2 separate regions of the Sus scrofa genome follow, and region 1 is linked to region 2. A link is a contact called in public HiChIP or PLAC-seq data. All regions are on one chromosome and are shown on one strand. The core of a region is the stretch at or near the end of the contact, and the rest is flanking DNA. Distances in the headings are between cores, read along the strand shown. Region 1 overlaps SETBP1 (SET-binding protein). Region 2 holds the start of SETBP1 (SET-binding protein).

What was found. HiChIP or PLAC-seq counts read pairs in DNA pulled down with a chosen protein or histone mark.
Region 1: an H3K27ac HiChIP or PLAC-seq map of skeletal muscle shows a contact between it and region 2. The contact joins the enhancer-like site here to the promoter of SETBP1 in region 2. A contact is called at or near these places in 7 of 47 Hi-C or Micro-C datasets (adipose tissue, embryonic fibroblasts, heart right ventricle and 3 more) and 1 of 2 datasets of contacts at active chromatin or transcription factors (skeletal muscle).

The regions. Positions count from the first base shown.
Region 1 is chr1:94,500,478-94,505,037 of Sscrofa11.1, reverse strand. The region is part of intron 4 of SETBP1 (SET-binding protein); the gene reads right to left. Among named protein-coding and RNA genes, the nearest start is that of SETBP1, 210 kb to the right of the region's middle. Within about 2 kb of position 2,872, at least 1 of the 83 cell types and tissues checked has an H3K27ac peak or open chromatin away from gene starts, as enhancers often do. A contact at or near this core is called in skeletal muscle, where this site is marked.
Region 2 is chr1:94,292,282-94,297,489 of Sscrofa11.1, reverse strand. SETBP1 (SET-binding protein) reads right to left here and starts at 2,158. Exons shown (of 7, transcript XM_021092436.1): 1 at 1,541-2,158.

The DNA.
Region 1 (4,560 bases), core at 1,623-4,122, 210 kb before region 2:
AAGTATATTAGAGAGAAGCTTTCACTTGCCAGTGACTGGTCAGGGATGTTATTTATACCTTGGGGAGAGAATGGCTGGGCACCACTTGGGATATATGAGGCCATCTCTAGAATCCTCAAGGAGAAGGTCTTGAAACTAAAGCAGTCAGCTGCCTTGACACCCAGGACAGATTGGTTGTCAATTATTTCAACACCCTCTTTCTTTGTAACTTATTCTTAGACCTCCAATTTATTATCCATCAGTTTCTATGCTCCAAACCCCTAGGTAAGCTGCTAGTGGGATCAATGTTATTAATCTGCAGTGGCCATGTCAATGACAGTCATTGCTCATATAGGTCCACACAAGGGATAAACATAATAGAGGAGCATTAGGACTTGAGTAGGCAAGCTAAGTCTGAGGAAATGAACAGGCTGATTGTCACCGTTTTAATAAAAGCGCAAAGCTCCTTCGTCTGCTATACAACTTTTTATTTTGCACCAATGGGAAGCCTATTCCTTTTTGGTACCAATTCAATTCGTAAGGCTTCAGGGAAGATACATCTTTAGCTAAAGAATAGAGAGAACAGTATCAGCTTCAAAACATGATTTCTTACGATCCTATAAAAAAGACTCCTCCAAACACTGACCTGAACAAAACCTGAGTGTGCTCTAAAAGTGGCCTATTTGTGACATTTGATGAGCTGCTAAGAATGCAGCTTCACACAGGCAGAGCTAACTCCCGCAAGGGGATGAAACCCTTGGTTTGAGTTTCCTTAGGCACTTCTCACCACCTGAGGTACATGGCTGCAGGCTCAGGCTACACACCTCACCTCACTGGGAGCTCACTGTAGAAATGCATCATCTTCCCTGGCAGGGAATAGAACTAGCACTCTGGACAACTCCACCAAGTGAGGGGATTGGGTTGCCTTTCATTGAGGATGGAGACTGAATGCTCCTCTAATGTGTAAGATCCTTGCTCAACCCAGAAAGTGATTTATTTATTGGTCCAGATGGGTCCTCATTTGGCTCTCCCTTCCTGCACCTCAGTGTCCCACCTTCCTTCAACTTAGCCCTTGCATTTGGGAGCCTGGGTTCCTGGCATCGTTTCTGGATGTCCTGATACCTCTCCTCCATTTGACCTTTGGCATCTTCCTATCCTTCCCCTGCTTGGATAAGCCCTGGGCATCTGGGACATAGTTGGCCAGTGGCTCATTGTATTTTCTGCCTGTGCCTTCTCCTGTAGTCAGTGGTCCTTGAATTTCACCCAGTCTAGGTACTCACCCTAGAATAACTGATCCTAGATACTGCTCATTCCTATCTTATCCTGAAGCCCTGCTGCAGTCCTTGGCCTTAGCACATCCTAGACTGCTTCTCCATCACTTGAGCCCTAGTTGGGAAAAGCCCTCTGCTCTGTCATCTCATTATCAGAACTGCTATTTCTGTCCCAAGAGCAGGAATCTCTAGTCCTACTGGAAGGGAATTTCCAGGTAATTCAGCTTATGTTCAGAATAGCCAGAAAGACTGGTATACACCTGGTTGGCGAGACCGATGTGTCAACCAGGGGACTGGGGACTCCCCCAGCTGAGAATGGCAGCTCAATAGATAAAGGAGGAGTAATCTCTCTGTGTGAATAACTCGTGGCCTCAGATGAATGGTGCCAGGCTCTCTTCAGCCATCAAACACTTCATAAAGGCCCACTGGGCACCAGCACTGCATGAGGCAGGAGAGTTAAAAAGGTCTTCTTTTAATGGGCACCTCCCATGTACCAGGCGCTTTAAATTGATCGTTTCTAATCCTTCTAGTAATGCTCAAAGGGACTTCATGTCCCAACCTGACAAAGCAGAAAACCAAGGTTTAGTAAGATCATGCACCTACTAAAAGAAAGATCTAAATTCAGACCCAAATTCTACATGACCCCAAACTTCAACTTCTTCCCAAATACCAGATGGTAAACATACTCACTCATTCCCCAATTCATTCAATCATTGGGAAAATGTTCTCAGTGGTCCACTGAAGGCCAGGGCCTCTGCTAAAGCCAGTGTGAGAAGATCCTTCACCAGGAATTAGAAGGTCACTTTGAGCTCAACTAAAAGCTTGTGGGCAGCTTTAGAAAGCTGCCATTTATATGTGGCATCAGATGGGATGGGTGACTTCTTTGAATGAGTAGTAATAAAACAAGGTACAATCCAGTAATCTTTCAAATAGAGAAGTGGTTACCAAGCCAATAAAACTCCCAAAGATGAGATTTTCTCCATATTTCTGATGGGTACTGAAATTTTTAAGAAAAACTGGAGACATCTGAAAGGTGATGGCGTTCTTCATAAGGCATCTGGGTAGACCTGAGGCCTACAGATTCCAAAAACTCTTTTTTTATTTTAAATTAAAAATACTTCTACATATCAATATGAAAGTATACTAGCCAATGAGGAAAAATATGCACGTGTCAAAAACTGAAATGGGAGGGCTTTGATCCAAGTAGGTTGAGGGACATCTTGGGCAGAGTAAATAAAGATATGAGTAGTCAGTGCCCCAAACAGTGAGCTATGGAGAGCTATGCCTTATTCTTTAAAACCCCCATTTACATTCCTTATAGCTCTGAAGTCCAATGTCTATAGGAATGGAATGAAAAAAGGATAAAATGCTGGAGCCAGAAGGCAGCCTAGGCATCATTCAAACACAACTCTCCATTTGGTATATTAGGAAACTGACTGGTCACTTTGCTGTACAGCAGAAATTGACAGAACACTTAAATCAACCATAATGGAAAAAATAAAAATCATAAAATAAAAAAAAAGAAATGGAGACACACTGACTGACAGCTGGAGTGGAAGCTGGGTCTGGGACAGCTGGGGGTGCAGACAGACAGCTAAGGCTTGTTTGATTCCACTTGTGCCCAGCTGTCATCTGAGGCCATAAAGACACTGAGACACACACCTAGGCACTGAGCTCATGACATACATACAGTGAGACTCAGATTACCTGGGTCGTTTATTTTTGGAAAGGCTTTTTCAAGATGCCTGCAGGGTCTAGCATAACAGACTGGAAGAAGTTTTATTTGAACAAGAGCAGTCTTCAGTAATAATTTTCCATGTATCATCTTTTGGCAAACATAGAAACTATTTCCCAAATGGTATACTTGTGAATTACTCAGTTTCTGGGGATTCCAGTTCCATTTTTCCAATAAGCTTCTTCTGGTTTCTGAATCTAAAGTGAGCTTAATAAGATGCTGGGCCCAGATTTGTGAATGGGGACCATAGCCTCTTGGGCCCAGTATTGCCATTGAAAGGACCAACTGGGCCAACTTTCCTCACTTGGTACAGAGGGTGTTTGCTTGGACAAGGTGGCAGGGAAAGAAGAGATGCAGGGATGCAACAGCTTGGAGAAATGCCAAGCATTTATTGAGAAAGTGCTAGGTCCCTGCATAGGTACCTACGCATTCTGCTACCAGGTGAGGTGAGGATTGCTCCCTGAATCACATGCATGAGAAAACCAAGATTCAGAGAGGTTATCTAACCTGAACAAGGTCAGAAAGCTAGCAAGTGTTGAAGCTGAGATTTAGCCTCAGGTCTTGTACCTGTACCTGCACCTGCTGAAACCCCTCTGCCATACTGCCTTTCCTTCAACTCATACGTACTCAGAGATTGGGTGCTAACCAGGCACATGGGGGTAAGGGCCTTCCACTGCTAGGAAAGCCTTTCTTTCTTTCTTTCTTTTTTTTTTTTTTTTTTGTCTTTTTGCTATTTCTTGGGCCGCTTCCGCGGCATATGGAGGTTCCCAGGCTAGGGGTCCAATCAGAGCTGTAGCCACCGGCCTACGCCAGAGCCACAGCAACGCGGGATCCGAGCCGTGTCTGCAACCTACACCACAGCTCACGGCAACGCTGGATTGTTAACCCACTGAGCAAGCGCAGGGACCGAACCTGCAACCTCATGGTTCCTAGTCGGATTCGTTAACCACTGTGCCACGACGGGAACTCCCAGCCTTTCTAAATAAACCAGAAATCTGCCTCTCTCATCCAACCCCCATTGGTTCTAGTTTTCCTTTGCAGAACATTCAGTTTACTAGAAAATCTAAATCTTTTGTATAGGTAAAACAGAAATATACAGAAATGCCACCAGTGCACAATACCAGCTACCTGGTGTCTCATGTCTATGTATGAGACAGCAAAGAACAAAAAGAGAGTGGGGTTTTAGAGTGTGGGTGAATCCTTTTTATCACCTTACCACTAAACACCTGAGGATTCTGAGCAAATCATTTAATCTGCCTCAGTCTCTACTTTTTCTGCTGTAAAGTGGAATTAAATATCTTTACTTATTTCACATGTTGCTGGTGCTCATCAATGTATAATGCAGTACATAAAACTGTCATATAAATATAAGCTGATTTTATTGCTTCATATCCTACATATTGGTTTAGAGTATGACCCTATCGATCCCCAAAGTGCAAGGAATTAAATGCTTTTTACAAAGGTTTCTCGGTTCCTTTGGTAGTTGGTCCTGTACCTAGTGAGATGTATGAATATGTCTGTAGACATTCTGATTAGCTAATCTAGACTGATACACACTTAAGGGAAGTGGAATCA
Region 2 (5,208 bases), core at 909-3,408:
AGCTGTGGTAGAATTCCAAAATAAACTGCCCTTTGGGAGGAGAGCTTCTGCAGGGATAGACTCACAAATTGGCCTTTTAGCATTAGATGTCAACCATGAGATTATCAGGACAGTTTATTTGAAGCGGAAACAAATCGGAAATCCTTCCCTCAACAGTCCTCTTAGACCAATACACACACCCTCAGAACCCACAAAGACACACCTAAAGAATAAATGCAGCATCGAGGGTCAATAGAGCCCTCTCCCCACATTCCCAGTCTCTCTAGCCTCACCTCGTACTTCAACTGGCACAACTTTCCGATCTCCAAGGAAAATATTTCCACTTGGATCTTATTTCAGAATTGTAACTGGTGTGGGTCGTGGGAGGAGGGGTGTTGCCGCGTGTAGGGGATGGGGACTGGAAGACAGCATTTCGGTAGTTACTTATTTTTGTAGAGCCAGCATGCTCTACCGATCAGAAATTGCTATTACCCAACAATGCTTCCATCACAAACAGACACCAAAAACAGCATCAGCATTATCACCATCTTGCTAAAGATCTGCCCAGTCCAGTTTACCTGACTTTGTCTCTGTGGAACTTCTCGGACAGTATTTTAGTCAAAGAGATAGTGGTTTGAAAGACAAAAACAATAAATCGATACTGAAGGGTTCCCTTTCAGGAGTTATTTCCCACTGGAAACCACCGAACGGGGAAGCCTGTCGTTAATTCCCAAGCCCACGACTCCTCTAGAAACACACACAATGCGTGCTTTCAAAAAAGGCATTCGCCTGCTTTTAAGGGAATTCCTGTCTTTTCAGAGTCCCAAAACCAGAGAGCAGGAGAAAGAGACTCAAATCCATTGATTAAGATTTTAAGGAAAAGACTAACACAGAGCCACGACACAAGCACACACCAACCTTCGCCGGCTGGACCACTTCTTCCCTGTTCTTCTTTCTATCAACGACACGTTAGATTCTGATATATTCTCCCCCCCCACCCCCCAAAAAATTCAGCTATATACAATGTAGCTCTCTAGCTCCACTTAACCTGCAAGTTACAAAGAGGGGGGGGGAAATATCCTGCCGCCTTCCCACCCCTTTCCTTACCCCCTCCCCCTCTCGAGTCCACTCCACCAAAGCCAAACCCGCCAGCTCCAGCAGCCGGCTGCCGGACCGAGGGAGGGTGCAAAAGGCTGCGGCGGCGGCGGCAGGGGGTGGGGGAGATCAGATTAGGCCAAGCTCAGTAAGGTCCCAGACCTCCAGCCCGATGCTGCCACCCTCGCCGCCACCAACGAGCCACTCCAAATGAGCCAGCATCACTGCCCACAGCCGACGGGCCGGAATTGCGCCCATCCTCGGCAGCCTCGCCGGGACCTGCATCCCGCCCCTTCGGCCCCGACTCCCCTTCCCGCCCGGTGCAAAGTCAAAGCCCCAGCGAGGCAACGTTAACTTTTGCATGCAGAGAACACACACCGCCCCCGACCCCGGGCGTGCGGGGGCCCGCGGTACGGCGGGAGGCTCGGCGCCCGGCTCCCGGACCAAGGTCGCCGCGCGTGCTCACCCACGTCCCGGCGGCTCCGGCTCCGCTGGCCCAGCGCTCGCTCAGATCCCGGCTCCCGTAGCTCGCCCGAGCCCCCGAAGGTGCTGCTGCGGCAACTCCATGGCGATGAGCATCTGTCACACGGCGAGCAGCGGGCTGGCCGCCCTCGCTCGGGGGGCGCCGGGGCCCCCGGGCGCGCGGAGGCGGAGGCGAGCGGCGGGCGCCCAGAACGGCCCAGCGCTTCCCGCCCGGCGCGGCCGCCTCCGCCGCGCCACCGATTTACGGAGAGAGATATCAAGGGGGAAAATGGCGTCTCCGGAGCCCGAGGAGTCCTGGAGTAATCACATTCACACACACACACACACGCACGCACACACTCGCACACCGCGCGCCGCAAGCCCGGCTAATTTTAGCAGAAGGGCCCCCCCCCAATTATATATATCCCCGTCTCTCCAATCAATGCTATTTTTTTTTCTTTTCTTCAAAGGATGGATTGGAGCCTTAAAAAATGTTGCCGGCTATGGGTTCGCAGGAGGCAGCGCGCGGAGGGCGAGGGCGCTTTTGCTGAGCTGTGCAGTTCGTTCCGCGGCGCCGGGCGGCCCTGCCCGCCGGCTCGTTCGCCCGCGGTCGCTACTGCTGCCGCCGTCGCCGCCGCCGCCGCTCCATGACCGCGCCCGCCCCGCGCCCCCGTCGCGTCCCCTCGCCACCCGCCCCCGTCCCCGGCGAGCGCTGGAGTGGGGTCGGGCCCAAGTGCCTGCCTCCCGCGCCCTCTCCCGAGTCCCGGAGTCCTAGTGAAAGGAAGGGGGAGGGCGCGGGCGGGGGAGGGGGAGGATCGGAGCGGCCGCGCGGCGGAGCTGAGCGGGGACCGCCACCCCGCGATCTGCTTCGGAGGGGGCGCGGGCTCCCACACCTCTTGCCCAACCGGCCGGGGGCCGCTTTCCTACTTGCGCCGGGGGTGGCACAACCAGTAACCAACAAGCACCTCTCCCTTCACCCTCCCTCAGTGAATTTTTGTGAATTTCGATCAATTGGGAAGAGTGGGGATCTTGAGCGGGAGAAGGAACACAGTTCGTGGAGGCGGATCGGGGACCCCTCGTCGCCCCCCGCGCCCTTCTTGCTTCCCCAGCGCCCTCGAGGCCCAGTGTCTCTGCGCGCCCGAGTCCGCCGCGGAAACTGGGCGGCCGCGGGGACCGCGGCGGACTAGGCGCCGGCTCCGGGGCTCAACACTGCCGCTATCTGACACAACAGGAGCAGTGTTGGGGGAGCTGTGTTCCGAGGCGGGAGATGTGATAGGCTCTGAAACTGGGTGCATTTTTTTTTTTAATCTGGTAATTACATTTCAGGGGGTTATTTTTTTGTTAAGCGACACGTATGCCTTCAGATGCGTATGTGCATTTTCTAGTTATTCACAAAAATTGGACAATTGATGACGGGAAAGACACCTTGAGATGACGTTGGCATGCAGTTCTCTATTCAGGATAGTGGAAAGAATAAAATGGAATATCTTCAGTTCATACAAAATATGGTGGTATTTTAATTTGGCTGTTTGTTTTCGGATTGCAAAGGGGACCTATTCAGGCCACTCATTTGCAACCTCGGGCAACTGAGAAATGGAACCCCTCAGGGGCATGTCTACATTATAGGACAATATAGGACAGAAATGGTTTAAGGGGGTTTGCAAGTGGTTTTTCTTAAAGACCTTGAGTAGAGTTTAAGATACCTATTCTCAGAGCCCTGGGAACCTTGAGAAAATAAAGAGATAATCTGAGTAGCTGATAGGAATGCACACAACACAGGTCTCTTAGTCCTAAACAATCTCCAATGCCAGCATCTTGCAGTCATTCAGCAAATAATTATGTAGCATGAACTATCTCAGACATGATGGCAGCAACTAGAGATTCAAACTCAGAATTCATAACCCAGTGAGAGACTGGCATGCAAACTTTGAACTACATCTAATGTATGGAAATATCAGAAAGGAGATGTTTACAAAGTACATGGAGCACAGACACAGAAATGGTATGAGGGTGAGATCAAAAATAATATTCTCTTGAGAATTGCCCCACATTTATTACCTGTTTAACATAGCCCTTTCCTTTTCCCCTTTTTACGAATATACCTTTTTCCCTCTAAAACCTGTTTTTCTAACCAAGATAAAAGTTTTGAGGACAGGTCTGTGCCTTGCATGGGCAATGCCACTAAATGTAGGCAAGAATAAATGTTCCTCTGATATCACCAAATAACTGACTGGCTGCCAGATGGGCTGTCATTTTGTGCATTAGACAACCCTATGCCTAACCTGTAAAATGACTATAATGATACTCCCTCCCTCTCCCAGGCCACACCAGAGATACTGCAAGGAGCTGCAAGATAATCATGCCCCTACAAGGCTTGAGAGCCAGATAAAAGGCATACAAGCAAGGTATAGTTCAAAGTACAAAGGTAGGTCATGTCATTTTTCACATCTCTGAAACTAAAGGTAGAAAGAAATGAGTCAAACGCCTCCATTCTTCCTTTATAAGAAGTTGAGATCAAATAGTATAATCAAATCCTCAGAGCCAGTCATCTTCCCTTCTTGTGTTCAAATACTGTATTGATTCTCACCTTTTTAGAAAATGAAGTAGTATTATCTAATGTAGTGTTTCTCAATCCTTATTGTCAATCAGAATTACCTGGGGGAAGTACTGATGCTTGAGACCCATATTGATTTAATTGGTCTTAATAATAAATGCCCTGGGTGCTTCAAATATGCAACTAGAATTGATAATCACTGATTCAATAGAAAGGGCATGCTCCCACATTGTGATCAGGATACTTAGAAAGCCCCTACCCTCTTAGTTCCGGTAAGTATTAAAGAAGGTGTACTTAACCAAAGGAAGTGAATTTTAGAGTAATTTTTGGAGTTTGGGGGCAATTCAGGAAATGTAAAAATTGGGGGTATGTTTTGATGATGTAATGAAAAGACCACAGACCTGATTTTTAAGGAGACTAATTTCTAAACTTATTTAGAAAGTTCTCTCATCTCTCTGATCCTCAGATCCCACTTTTGAAAAAGGAAGGGTATCCTAAAGTCTTCTGAGGACCGAGCCAGCTCTCCATTTTTTTTATTTCAGGACATAAGAGAGTCCGAATAGGACAGTGAGAGCATATTGGGAACAATCAGAGTGGGATGTCCTTAAATTAAAAAAGATACTAAGGGAAATAGGAATTCATTTGCTTGACTCTGCTCTGTAGGGCATAGCAAGCCCTGATCAGCTCAAGTAATGGGGAGGCAGATCTCATCTTAATACAATGGAAAACACTATGATTGGGTCTAAGACGAGAACAGATGATTTTATTTTGTTTGTATGTTTGTTTGGGTTTTTTTTTTTTTTTTTTTGCTTTTTAGGGCCTCTCCCACATCATATGGAGGTTCCGAGACTGGGGTGGAATCAGAGCTACGGCTGCCAGCCTATACCACAGCCACAGCCATGCCAGATCCAAGCTGCTTCTGTTACCTACACCACAGCTCACGGCAATGCCGAATCCTTAACCCACTGAGCAAGGCCAGGGATGGGACGTGCAACCTCATCGTTCCTAGTCAGATTCGTTTCCGCTGCGCCACGATGGGACCTCTGAGAACCGATGATTTTAAATAATAATGAGGTCTCTGTCATGAGAAGTATTCCAGAAAAGATTGTGTGCCCAAA